Linked DNA regions of Mus musculus: region 2 is linked to region 1. Evidence: chromatin contacts called from public Micro-C data. All regions are on one chromosome and are shown on one strand. Each heading gives the region's core, a stretch centred on a gene start, on an enhancer-like site or on the middle of the called end of the contact. The rest is flanking DNA. Distances are from core to core; before and after follow the strand shown. Region 1 holds the start of Col8a1 (collagen, type VIII, alpha 1). Region 2 has its middle 48 kb from the start of Col8a1.

Evidence for each region. A called contact is a pair of places that touch in the nucleus more often than the background predicts.
Region 2: a Micro-C map of muscle stem cells shows a contact between it and region 1, with 2.2 times the contacts expected there. The contact joins the enhancer-like site here to the promoter of Col8a1 in region 1. A contact is called at or near these places in 1 of 39 promoter capture datasets (epiblast stem cells), 2 of 484 Hi-C or Micro-C datasets (muscle stem cells and stem cell-derived neural stem cells) and 1 of 9 other capture datasets (liver).

The regions. Positions count from the first base shown.
Region 1 is chr16:57,752,370-57,758,503 of GRCm38.p6, forward strand. Col8a1 (collagen, type VIII, alpha 1) reads right to left here and starts at 2,368. Exons shown (of 4, transcript NM_007739.2): 1 at 2,271-2,368.
Region 2 is chr16:57,799,455-57,805,588 of GRCm38.p6, forward strand. No RefSeq gene overlaps it. Among named protein-coding and RNA genes, the nearest start is that of Col8a1, 48 kb to the left of the region's middle. Within about 2 kb of position 2,632, at least 11 of the 459 cell types and tissues checked have an H3K27ac peak or open chromatin away from gene starts, as enhancers often do. A contact at or near this core is called in muscle stem cells, where this site is marked.

The sequences.
Region 1 (6,134 bases), core at 1,118-3,617:
TCTCTGGTCAAGGAGACACCCACTCTTGTTTTCCTTTAGGGAGATAGCAGCAGCCTGCTGCAATAGCATGCGCTGGACATGGCCACACACGGGAAGAGGAGACTCGGGCTGTCCTTTGACATCCTGTGCAGAAGAGGTGATGTTAGGACAACTAAATGACACCTTAACTTTGATTTTTCTAAACTCATAAGAAGAAAAGTACCATTGTGCCTGGTACATACCTTAGGGAAAGACTCCTTTGACTGGTAATGCCCCCTGGGAAGGTTAGATCATGAACAGTCTGAGATGATCTCACCCACTTAGTTAAGGGGGTTGAACCTCATGACACATATACTGTTAAACTGTTCATAGCTGCTCCGTTCAGACAGTCAGGGAGAGCAGAAGCAAACCTTCAGAGAACAATTATAAGTCTCAAATTTAGCTTGAACAGAGTTCTATAATGTAAGCTTTTGGCCCTTAGGGCTGATAACTTTGACAGAGGAGGTTTTTGGAGGAAATTATAATCTTTTCTCACTGATGGGGCTGAGCAGGACTCAAGTATTACCTTAAAGGAGGAATTAACTTGAATGAACCCAACATTTGGGTTGGCCTTGTTTCATACCTGCACCTTCCATGGCTCATTACTCTTGTTAGCTAGAGAGCCAGCAGACTGCACTGTGGATGGAGATAAGGGGATTTGAAGATGCACAGGTCACATATTATATTGGCCAATAGTAATTTTATATCATTTTCTGAAAGGAAACCACATTCTCTGCAGTATTTTTCCACTGGGGGGAAAAACTGCAACGTGGGGGAAATGGTTCATAAGTAACTTGAATAATTTTATGCTAGCCCTTTCATGCTAAACAGTGTTTAATATTTTTACATTTCTTTTGATATATAAAAGATAAAGAGAATTTGGAAAAGCCCAAGCCACTTGTCTAAGTGTGTGATTTATTTCAGTTTTAGACCTACAGTGAAATTTCCCATTTGAAACAGCACACAACCAACAGGCATGAAGATGTGAATGGCTCTCTCCCCTTAAGAACCTTAAGGACTAAAGCGCTGCTTTGGTTTCTTGACTGGCAGCCTGGGCTTGTCTCCTCCAAGAGCAGCTTCTGCAGTTGCCCAGATGGAACATTTGAAGAGGGCTTTTCTCCCACATGAGAGCCTTTCATCCCACAAAACCCACAGAATATGGTAGCAAACTTGATGGCACAAGAGTCTGATTTTTATTTATTTTTCCAAAGTAGCTGTCAGGTTTGCTTCTCCTCACACAGGTGCACAGCACTCTGGAGAAGAAGAACAGATCAACCCCCAACCCACCTACCACAACCACTTCCCCAAACCACCCCTACACACATCCAAGGTCTCTTCCCCACTGCAGAGCTCTGGGGGAGTCAGTCAATAACCAGGCACTCGCTTGAGGAGGGCAGAGGGGACGGTGAGGATGAAAACCTTCCATCTGAAGTCTTTCTGGCTGATCTCGCTATACATCAGTCAGTTGTACACAGAAGAATTGTGCAATCTGACCGGCGTGCTTTCTGAGAAACATATTGAAACACTTCGTGTTTGAGGTGTGTATAGGCATCACAGAGTTCTCATACACTCTCAGTCTCCACACAAGACTCCTTTTAGGCTGTACTGGAAAGGTAGCCCAGCAGTGGCTCATCCTGCCCCAGCTTGTAAACTGGGATTTGTACTTTCCTATCTTCCAGTCACCTGATTACTGTCCCCGGGCAAAGGGCACTCGTTCACATCATTTTTTCCGAGCAGTTAAACCTGGAAAGATACTTCTTAAAGGACTCACAGAAGTTGTCTTGGGGGTTTGGAAAACATCACAAAATCAGCAGCCGACCTTTTGACTGTGCTATTTTTAGAGAAGTAATTGTGCTCCTTTAAAGTGCATTTTTTTTTGACAATGGGACAGATTCCCCTGCCCTTACTGATATGTGAACTATTTACAATTAAAAACACAAGCATAATACCGCAAACAGATACATTTAACCTCAGAAGCAGTCAGACAGACGGGGCACGCGGGGAGGGGGGGCAGTGTGACTTAAAAAGAGAAAAGATTTTTGTAATAGAAATGCTGTTGTTTCTGCCAAAAAGGAATTTTTATTTTACTGTTCAAACAGAAGTTTGTTTTCAAACCAGTTGCTAGTTAAGAAGCTCACTGTTCATTACAGCATCCTTATGAATCAACTCTAAGTAAAAGGCGTTGACCAGCAGGGACTCACTCCAGGCAGCAACCCCCTGCAAGTCAGCAGCCCTGACAAGGGTTATCTTACCTTGAGCACGTCAGATCTGGGAGACAGGGACTCGGGCTCCCACGGAGAGGACCGTGGAAGGGCTCTGATCCTCTGTGCTCTGCGGGTAACTTGCACTTGGCTTTTATGGACAGGTGGGCGGAGCTGTTCCTCACAGTAGGTGGGCAGGGATTGAGCGGGGGCGGCGGGCGGGCTGCCCCCGTGGAGCTGGACACTTGTCTGGGGAGGGGCAGAAAGGGTAGAGCCCGAGTTTTTAGGAGTGGGGAGAGCCAGGGACTTTGGAGGGCGGCGGAGTAAATAGACAGGAGTGGAGACGAATGAGGGAGAGTAGAGAAAGGCAGAGACCACAGAAGGGAAAGGTTGGGGAAGAAATGAATGGGGCTTGGGGACGGGAAGCTAAAGTAAAGGTAGGGGAAGAGAGAGAGATAGGGATTTGATTCTGGAAGATGAAATGGGTACTGGATTATTTTTCGGTTTTGTGTGACATTTTTGGCAGCGAGAGGAACCTGGGCGACTGTCAATAACAAAGGTGTTTTCTCTGTGATCGAAAAGCCAAGTAACCGCCCAAGAGAACTGACGGGTTTGGAAGCGAGGTAGAGGCGAGGAAGATGGGCTTCTGGAAAAGGGTGGAGGACAAGCCCGGTGAGCCCAGACAGTGGTGGGAGGGGATCGTCCCAGGGAGCCCCAGGCGCCCTGCCTCTGGGAGCTGACTGCTGCAGCCTGGCCCACCCCACCTCACTCCTGCCAGCCTCCTTCCACAGACAGTTCTAAGCGTGCAACATCCAGGCAGCTCCAGAGGCTGGAGCAGCTGTGAGGTCCATCTGCGGAGACAGCTCCGCACCAGCTCGTCCCTTCAGCATCAACATCTGCTTATGTAACACAGGATGCTAGGGCTCGCTGTCCTCTGGTTATTTTCGGTATTAAAAAAAAAATCTCTCCTAGCTAGCAACTGAAAAATGTTCGGTGTCATAGCTCTCTCCACTTGTCGTAGGCATAGAGAGGATTTAACCAACAAGTGCGAAGGGTCATGCTGAAGTTATTAAAAAATGTATTCAGAGAAAGAAAAATAAGGTCCTTTCGCTGCTGAGCGGTGACTCACTTCCCAGCCCAAGCTACAGTTTTGCCACCAAAGAAATCAAAGCATTTGAAAGGAGGACTTGAGACTCAGAGATGGGAAATGGGAGTCGGATAGATGCCTTGGAGAAGAGGGAATGACCTTGCTCACCGAGTACACACACACACACACACACACACACACACACACACACACACACACACGATCTTAAGCCATGCTGTGCTGTTTTCTGTCTTGTTTTCTAGCTAGCTCAAGCTGGCAACAGGCTAAGCTAGGCAGTTTAAAAACTCCTGCACTCCTTAGTGTGCCTGGAGAGTGTGCATTGTTCTGAGGACCCGCGCAGGGGCTTGAAAACTGTTCAGTAGTATCCCTCAGCCTCTCCTCCACAGGATGCCAGAGGACCACTAGCCCAGCAGTCTCCTTCTGCTAGGTGTGGAAAAAAAATGGCCTTGGACTTAGCCATAGGATACTGAAGGGCAAAAAACCTCTCCACTAAGAAAGAGCCACTGGCCTAGTAAAGGTCCACAGTATAAAAAAGAATTTTCAAAGAATCTATTAAGAAAATAGTAGTGCGTGCCACTGGGATAATAATAATACCTGCCACCACATGTGCTAAGTTTACACTGGACTTAGTTTTTTACAGACTCACTCCCATCTGTCTGCCTGGAGAGCCCAGAGCCTCAACTGATGGTTCCTTTGTAAGAATTCCAAGCTTAGCTCGAATGGATAGGCTTGGAAGTCAACATGCAAAAACCGATGCGATTCAGAGAGGGAGGATGGTGAAGAGTCATTAGACAAAATGGAAACATTTTAATTTTCATCAAGATACAAATTTGACATCATATGTGTGTGCGTGTATATACATATATATGTGTGTGGGTATATATCTATATCTATCTACCTTCTATCATCTATCTATCTATCTATCTATCTATCTATCTATCTATCTATCTATCTATCTATATCTATCTATCATCTATCTAATGCATATATATAAGTGTGTGTGTGTGTGTGTGTGTGTGTGTGTGTGTGTTTCCCTGGACCTCCTAATCAGCTTTATTCAGGAAAGTCACTGGCTCTAACAAGCCATACCTATTGGTTTACTAGCCAGGAAAATATAAATGCTCAGTAAATGTCACCTGGCCCAATGGAATAAATTGTTCTGATGAGTGTGAACATATGGATGACGAGCAGCAGTTGTTCAATTAATGGATGAATGGAGAATGAAGAAGGCTAAAACTTTCATGTGAACGCTTTTGTTCATTTACTAGTTAGTTGTTGCCTCTCTTTTTCTTTTCTGATTCAGTTTTCCTTCCTAAATAGTATATCTTTTAGGGATGTGTCCAGATCCATTAAGTGAAGTCTACAACATGAATAATAACCTTCGTTACCAGAACTGAAAATTAAGACTACATTATTTGTCTTGGGGCTGAACCATGAAACCAAATATGATTTTATAGGCATAGTGTTACTTCTTACGAGTCTTTAATTTAGTAAGGAAATGTATTCTGAGCAAACAAAAGAGGGGCTAGAAGGAGGGTCTGGGTGATTAAAAAATGTATTAGCAATTATTCCCATAGGATTATGGAAAATAATCCTTTAATGCGTCTCACACATTCCAGTTCCATCACATAGTTGTGAAAAATAAGGGGCGGGGCTTGGGGGGAACAAGACAAGAAAAGCACATTTGAAGAGAAGGCAGCCTCCAGCAGCAGGATGGAGTTTTCTTTTCCCATTTTCATCCTTTACCCCATTATTCTGAACCTGAATACCCAGCCAACATAGCAAAGGCACTCCTTTCATGTTGTCTGGATGGTGCCAACGATTAGTTCATTTCTCCAGTTCACACTTGCCCGAGTCTGATTCAGTAGCAGATCTGGACAACACGTTGCGAATCCAGGAATGGATCTCTGTGCTGATGATTCTCAGGGAGCTGTTCCTAGAATCTCTCCAAAGGGGAGAGAAGTGGACTTCCCGGTGAAAGGCAAGGATCAAATGACAACATGCTATGCCCTAAATTTGCCATCATGTGGATATACTAAGAGCTACACATGATGGCATATTTCCAAGTCCTTGGTGAATGTAAACCTTTTCTTATGTGTTGTGTGTGAGGTTAATTTATGGTCAATCAAACATATATATTGATTGACACACAGAGATATCTTACAGACACTATTGCATATGCCAGCAAGATTTTGCTGAAGGGACCCTGATATAGCTGTCTCATATGAGGCTATGCAAGTGCCTGGCAAATACAGAAGTCATCTATAGGATGGAACACAGGGCCCCCAATGGAGAAGCTAGAGAAAGCACCGAAGGAGTTGAAGGGGTCTGCAACCCTATTGGTGGAACAACAGTATGAACTAAGCAGTACCCCCAGAGCTCATGTCTCTAGCTGCATATGTAGCAGAAGATGGCCTAGTCAGCCATCATTGGGAAGAGAGGCCCCTTGATCTTGCAAACTTTATATGCCCCAGTACAAGGGAATGCCAGGGCCAAGAAGTGGGAGTGGGTGGGTAGGGGAGCAGGGCGGTTGGGGGGGGGGGCAAGGGTATAGGGAACTTTCGGGATAGCATTTGAAATGTAAATAAAGAAAATATCTGTTAAAAAATAAAGAAACAGCTTAAAAAAAAAGAATAGGCAAGGGAGTCTAGGGTATTTAAAACAAAGGAAAATGAGTGTATTGATTTGTTTTCACAGAAGGGTAAAAGCATGAATTCCTGACAGTTGAGTAGTAGAGAGTCCAAGGAAGACGCAGCTTTGAGCTGAGCCATACCAAGTAGCATTTGGATAGATCAGGATTGAATGGT
Region 2 (6,134 bases), core at 1,382-3,881, 47 kb after region 1:
GACCAGATTAGCTTCACAGCTTCTCAGTAGGACCAAATGAGGCTGTGGTTTTAACAACTGTACATTACAGTTCAATTTCTCCCTCTTCCTAGTCCTTGGTCTTTATTCCTGAGTGTTGCTTCAGCTTAGAATTTGTTTCCCAGAGAATTCTGTGTAAATACCATTTAGAATAATCTAATAAGTGGCACCTTAAAATGGAATTGTGGAGCTAGGTAACCTACTGGCTAGATCATTGGTGCAGGTGGAGTTCTGGTTGTTAAGGAAATAAAGTGGGAGAGGTACCAATGCACCATCAAGTACTATCTGACATGTAGAGAGAGTTTCTACAGAAGTAGGATTTGTGTGTGTGTGTGTGTGTGTAATTGAAAATAAGTTCTCTAATTCAATACAACTCAATGGCAGTTCCTCTCCCTTCACTCCTTCCAGCTTCCCCGCTCCCCAACCTTCTCTCTCCCAGATCTATCCCTCTCTATTTCCTCTTCAAAATACAGTAGGTCTCCAAGAGATGACAGGCAAACAGGAACAAAGAAGATATAGTAAGATAAGGTAGAAGCCTTTGTGATGAGGCTTAATAAGGCAATTCAATAGGAAGAAATGAGTTCCAAGAGCAGGAGTCAGAGACACAGCTTCTCCCACCATAGAGTCCCACAAAAACACCAAGTTAACAACCGTAATACCCACAGAGGACCTGATACAGACTGACTCGTGCAGGCCCTGTGCTTTCTGCTTCAGTCTCTGTGAGCCCTTTTGAGCCCTGCTTATAAGGAATCATCTGGCCAATAGAGTCAAATTGCTTTTAGTAGCTGCCAGAAATACAAGGGATGGCTAAAAGGTAATTAATCACTATTTAATGAAAAGTGTGGAAGTCAAAGTACTCACTTGAAAAATTCAAAGCAAGCTTTATCTCCTATAACCACAAGGAAGAGTGAGCTATGGATAAAGTACAGGGCTTCATACTGGGGTGGTAGAAAAACAGAACAGGTCCAACGTAGAAAGCTGGGTGGATCCTGAGACCTGCAGTGGTAACTTCTGGATTATTGTCCTCACAAATCTTGAATCATTAGATTTCCTTAAGTTCTCTGGGCCCAAGGGCCAGAAGGCATGGCTCACTCCACACTTCAAATGCTCGTACTTTGAAAGAAAACATCATCTCAGTGACAATCCTTACTCCGGCCCCAGGACATCATCTAAATACTTAGAACCAGTTTACAACACAGCCCAGCCACAAATGTAATATTTCAAATACCAAGTTGTCAGAAGCTTCCAGAAGATGATGCTAAAGTCTGGTGGAGATTGAATTTGTGAAGCTGTAAGTTAGTATATTTTTATTTTATTTTATATTTTGGACAGTGCATGGAATCAAATCTCGGGCCTTGCACATGCGCAATACCATTGGGCAGTAACCCTGGACTACTGTAACTTCTCAAACAATATTTTGGGAAACGGACCAGTGGTCTTAAATATACTTTTCTACTGATTCAGAAATTCTTCCTTTGATTTTGCTCATACATAATTTCTCTGGTAAAAAGATAATAGAGGGTGTCAGGTGACTGCACACAGCAGAACAGAGCAGCCTAGAGAAACAAAATGCAGGGACCCCAGGGATCTACATTGGCCTTTGGAAGGTTCTCAGGCATCAGTGCACTGCATTTGCTTTCACCTTTCCTGGAATGTGGGCTCTATGATCCAGAGTTACTGGTTGTAGTGGAACAGTTATCAAACAAATCTTCTTGGGATAGAGAAAGATGATCGAGCTGGCATAGTCTCATATGTTGACTTTATGCTCATAAATTTTATACACTCTGCAAGAAGAAAGCACAGCTGACTGGAATTACTCATGTCACATTCACTATAACCACGGACAATTTGTAGCACTTTCCCTACTGAAATGTCACAATAATTTCAACAGTGAAAATTCATTGCAGGCAGTTGTGTGTACTAATGATTGTCCTCTTCAAATGCCAGAAGGGAGTATATATTCATGCTTCCATTATGTTCTTTATAGCTAACAACACACACAGACACACACACACACACACACCATTGCTCATATACAACTTAGAACAATTATCTTAATGGACAATACACACACACACATAATATATATATATATATATATATGTCTATATACACATATCCAAGAGATAAAGACCTTCTATGGTTGCATATGACTCCTAATATTTAAGGAAGTGAGTTATATGATGTCAAATATGGTTTTTCAGTTAGTGAGAAAGAGTTGGAACATGCCTTCAACAGAAGAACAAGATCCTTCAACATATTTTTAAAAGTCATTAGCAACTTGCTAATATACACCTATTTTCTATTTGAACCTACTGTGCTGAAGCTTAGAACTTGCTCCATAGACTCAGTTTTCTTTTCTTCTGAGGGATTTAAAGAGGTGATTTCCAGAAATTTGAAGCCACTCTAGCCTTTACAAACAGTTCCCTCCCCTAGAATGATATGTTTGAATACATAGAAGCCCAGTGTACACATTACCGAAGGATTTCTTTAAGGACCTCAGGTTAGATGTAGGTCCTTTGGGTTGCCTAGCACTTGCTTGTGTGTGGCTCAGTCTGCTACTGGAGTCAATGATTCAAGGGTACTCTGCCTTTTAAAATATTTTCAAAATGAGTCACCAAATTTGGAACTTGTCACCAGATAGAGTACAAGGCAAGTGTAAAATTATACTGCGCTGTACTAAACACTGCAAAAGAAAGGAATGGTGGGTAGACTAGCAATTTTGTGGTTTTAAAAATATTTCTTGCTATTCTTGCACACAGAACTATCTTTGAGACACTGCTATTTATGTCTCCTAATTATCCTTTATAAAGGTGATGTATATGTAATACATATATACATATACATGTGTGTATATTCAAGTATATATTCCTATACATATTTGAGACAGGTTCTAATGTATCTCTGGCTGGCTTTGAACTCACAATGCAGCTAAGGATGAATGATACTGCCTGATCCTCCCGTCTCCACCTCCTGAGTACTGAGCTTACAAAATAGTAGCATCCCACCGTGCATCTGTAGTGCTGGGGTTCTAACTCAGGGTTTTGTGCATTGGAAGCAAATATTATAGCAAATGAACACCAGTATAATTTTTTGAGACAGAAATGGCCTCTCAATTTTAGAATAAAACCCACCATTTTCTAAGCATACATTGTTACCAGCATTCCTATGAAAATTAGTTACTTCTAAATCTGAATCTAAAGGTCTTTGACAGCATCCATGACACAGAATCTTAAAAATTCAACCTCTGCTTTGTTCTTTTGTTTTCCAACTTCTTTCTGTAGGGCTGAGCAAGGCTGGAAAATCCAATTCCGGCTCTGATTTCTGTTGCCCTTTTGTTTCTGGTGTGTGTCTGTTTCATGGAGAGAGTATTAGATTCAGGACTTAGTTGTTGCTGCTTAGGGAGTGTGATCATTCTCTTCTATGTCCCTTCAGGAGGCTGTAGGCCCCACTTCAGATCAGCTAGGCTGCTACTTACCCAATGTTATAAGTAGACATGGGGAAAGACAGGCTTTCTAGGCTTCTTCACTGTGTGTGTGTGTGTGTGTGTGTGTGTGTGTGTGTGTGTGAATAAAATTGAATATGTTCCAGAGTTTTACTGTCAGAATTGTCACACAGCCCCACTGGGGTTATTTAGTTCTCTCAGCTTTTGATTTCACGCAGGCCAATTAGAAGGCATTCCAGGAGTCAATTTCTTGTTTTTAAAAGCAGTTAGCTGTTTGTCAGAGTTGATCATATGCAGAGCAAGGACTTCTAAGGCAGCTCCAGCAAATGATTATAGGAAAAAATATCTGGCAACATGTGCTGTGTTGCTGGATTGAATCACTGAAAACTCTGGGTCAAAGGTCTCCCCTTTCTGCCTCACGTTCCCATCTGGCACCTGGGAATATGGCAGAGTATATGGATAGTGTTGTACTAAGTTATACATTTAAATATTTAAAGCCTTGCCAGTTCCTTCACATCCCCTATAAAGGAATGTATGTACAAGTGATGATGCTATGGTTAATAGAACAAATATATATCTAAGAACATTGCCGTGCAAAAGCATGGTGGGAAGGTATAAACCAATAAGCATGTCTAAAACATTAGTACACAGACCAGAAAAAAAATCATACAATATGAATTCAGATTCCTATGCACAAAGAAGAAATCTCACTGAAACAGCCAAATTAGATGCCCGACGAACAGAGAGAATATTGGTGTTTGCACATTTAAAATCTGAGTACTCATTCCTATAGATCCTAAGGAAGCTATTTCTAGCTAATTTTTTTTTTAAATTAAGACAACACACATTTTCTATTTGCTAATGTTTCTAACAAACGACGTGACTCTGATATGGACAGAGGTTCGTTACATTTGAGGCTAGAAACTCAGGCCTTCTGCAGTACAGACTTCTCTGCCGGAGTCATGACATCTTTCAGCTGTGTGTCTTGCATATGCTTTGATTCCATGGTCCCCCCTGCTGCTTTATCTGACCTTTTCATTACCACATTAAACCATCAGTCAATTTCTACTGTTGATTTGGAATATTTTCAGAGTAAGCATATGGATTTTATAGTGAATCTTTATAACACCGTTTTGACTCCTTGGTAACTTTTTCTCAACATAATATTATTTGCACTATATTGAATCATGTATATTTTGTTGGGCCAGGATGAGATTAGAGTGTAATATAGAGAACGTGTTTTAAAGCCATTTATGTAAAAATGAGAATCTGGAAGGATGCCACTACCGTCTAGCTATTGACTGGCAGGATATATAATGTACACGACTGGCACAGAACAGAATTTGAAATGATTTAGTAGAAAGAGTAAAATATCTTTGCTGGAACCCAAGGAGCAAACATCTCACACATCTTCCTAGAATTTGAGCAGAGAGCATTAATATTTATGTCCATTCTTACAAAGTGCATAAACCTTTGTCATATCATTGGATTTGGACTCTCCAAAACCAATGTAAGAGAATGCACGGAACAGATAATTCCTTGCATTTTAAGGATCTAAATCAAGGCAATATAACATCTCACCTGGTGGGTTTTTTTTAATTTGTTTGTTTTTGTTTTTGTATTTTAATCATTGAAAACAACTCTGGATTGTTAACTACCAGGACATCTGTCAGGAACTAGGCAGGTACAGATTTTATTTGGTTCCAGTTTATTCTCACCCCCCCTGAAGCACAAGGCTGCAGCACGAACGCTCTGCCTGAACGCGGATTGATGGCTAGAACAGGACCACCCAACTGTTAGTGTGGTAAGTGGAGCTCAGGCAGAGACCTTCAAAGGAACCCAACTGACAGCTAATTCACCAAACACAACCTCTTTCATAGCAATTTATAATTTATTAAATGACTTCCTACTATTTTCTCTTTTGAGCCTCCCAAAGCCCCTTTTGTCTAAGTTAGGTACATAAAAATATTCCTATTTTATAGGTGGGGGGAGTGAAGACTTGGAGAGAGGAAGAAACCTGCTCAATGTTATAAAGTGTAAGTCAGTGGTCACTGGTGCGTGTGCGCTGTTCTAGGTACTCTAAATCCAGTGCTCAGTCTCTAGAGACCACAAGTAAAATGAAGCAGAAAACGAGTCTACAAACAGTAGAAACTACGTCTTTGCTGGCTTGTGCTTAATATCAAGCTGAAGTGCTCCAGGGCATCTTTAATTTCTGAGCTCATTGGATGCTGAGAATTCTCTTTAATGGCGATTACTGATGTGGCCACTTGTGTTTTTGTTTGAGGGAGTGAAAAATCCTTTACCGTCTGTAGTGGCTATTCCTGGTTGTCAACTTGACAATATTTGGAATGAACTACAATCCGGAATTGGAAGGCTCACCAGTGACCCTTATCTGGAGGCTTGGAGATCCTTATCTGGATCTTGGTTTGAAGATCTTGAGCCATATTGGCTATGGATTCCAGAAGATTGAATCTCCGAGTTTAAGGAACACACCTTTAATCTGGGCTACGCCTTTCATCTGGGATTAAAGGTGTGGTGGAACACACCTTTAATCTGGGCTACACCTTCTGCTGGAGACAATATAAGGACATTGGAAGAAGGGAGTCTAGCTCTTGCTCTTGCTCCTTCGCCTGCTTGCTGCGTGAGACTGAGTAACTGCTAGATCCTTGGA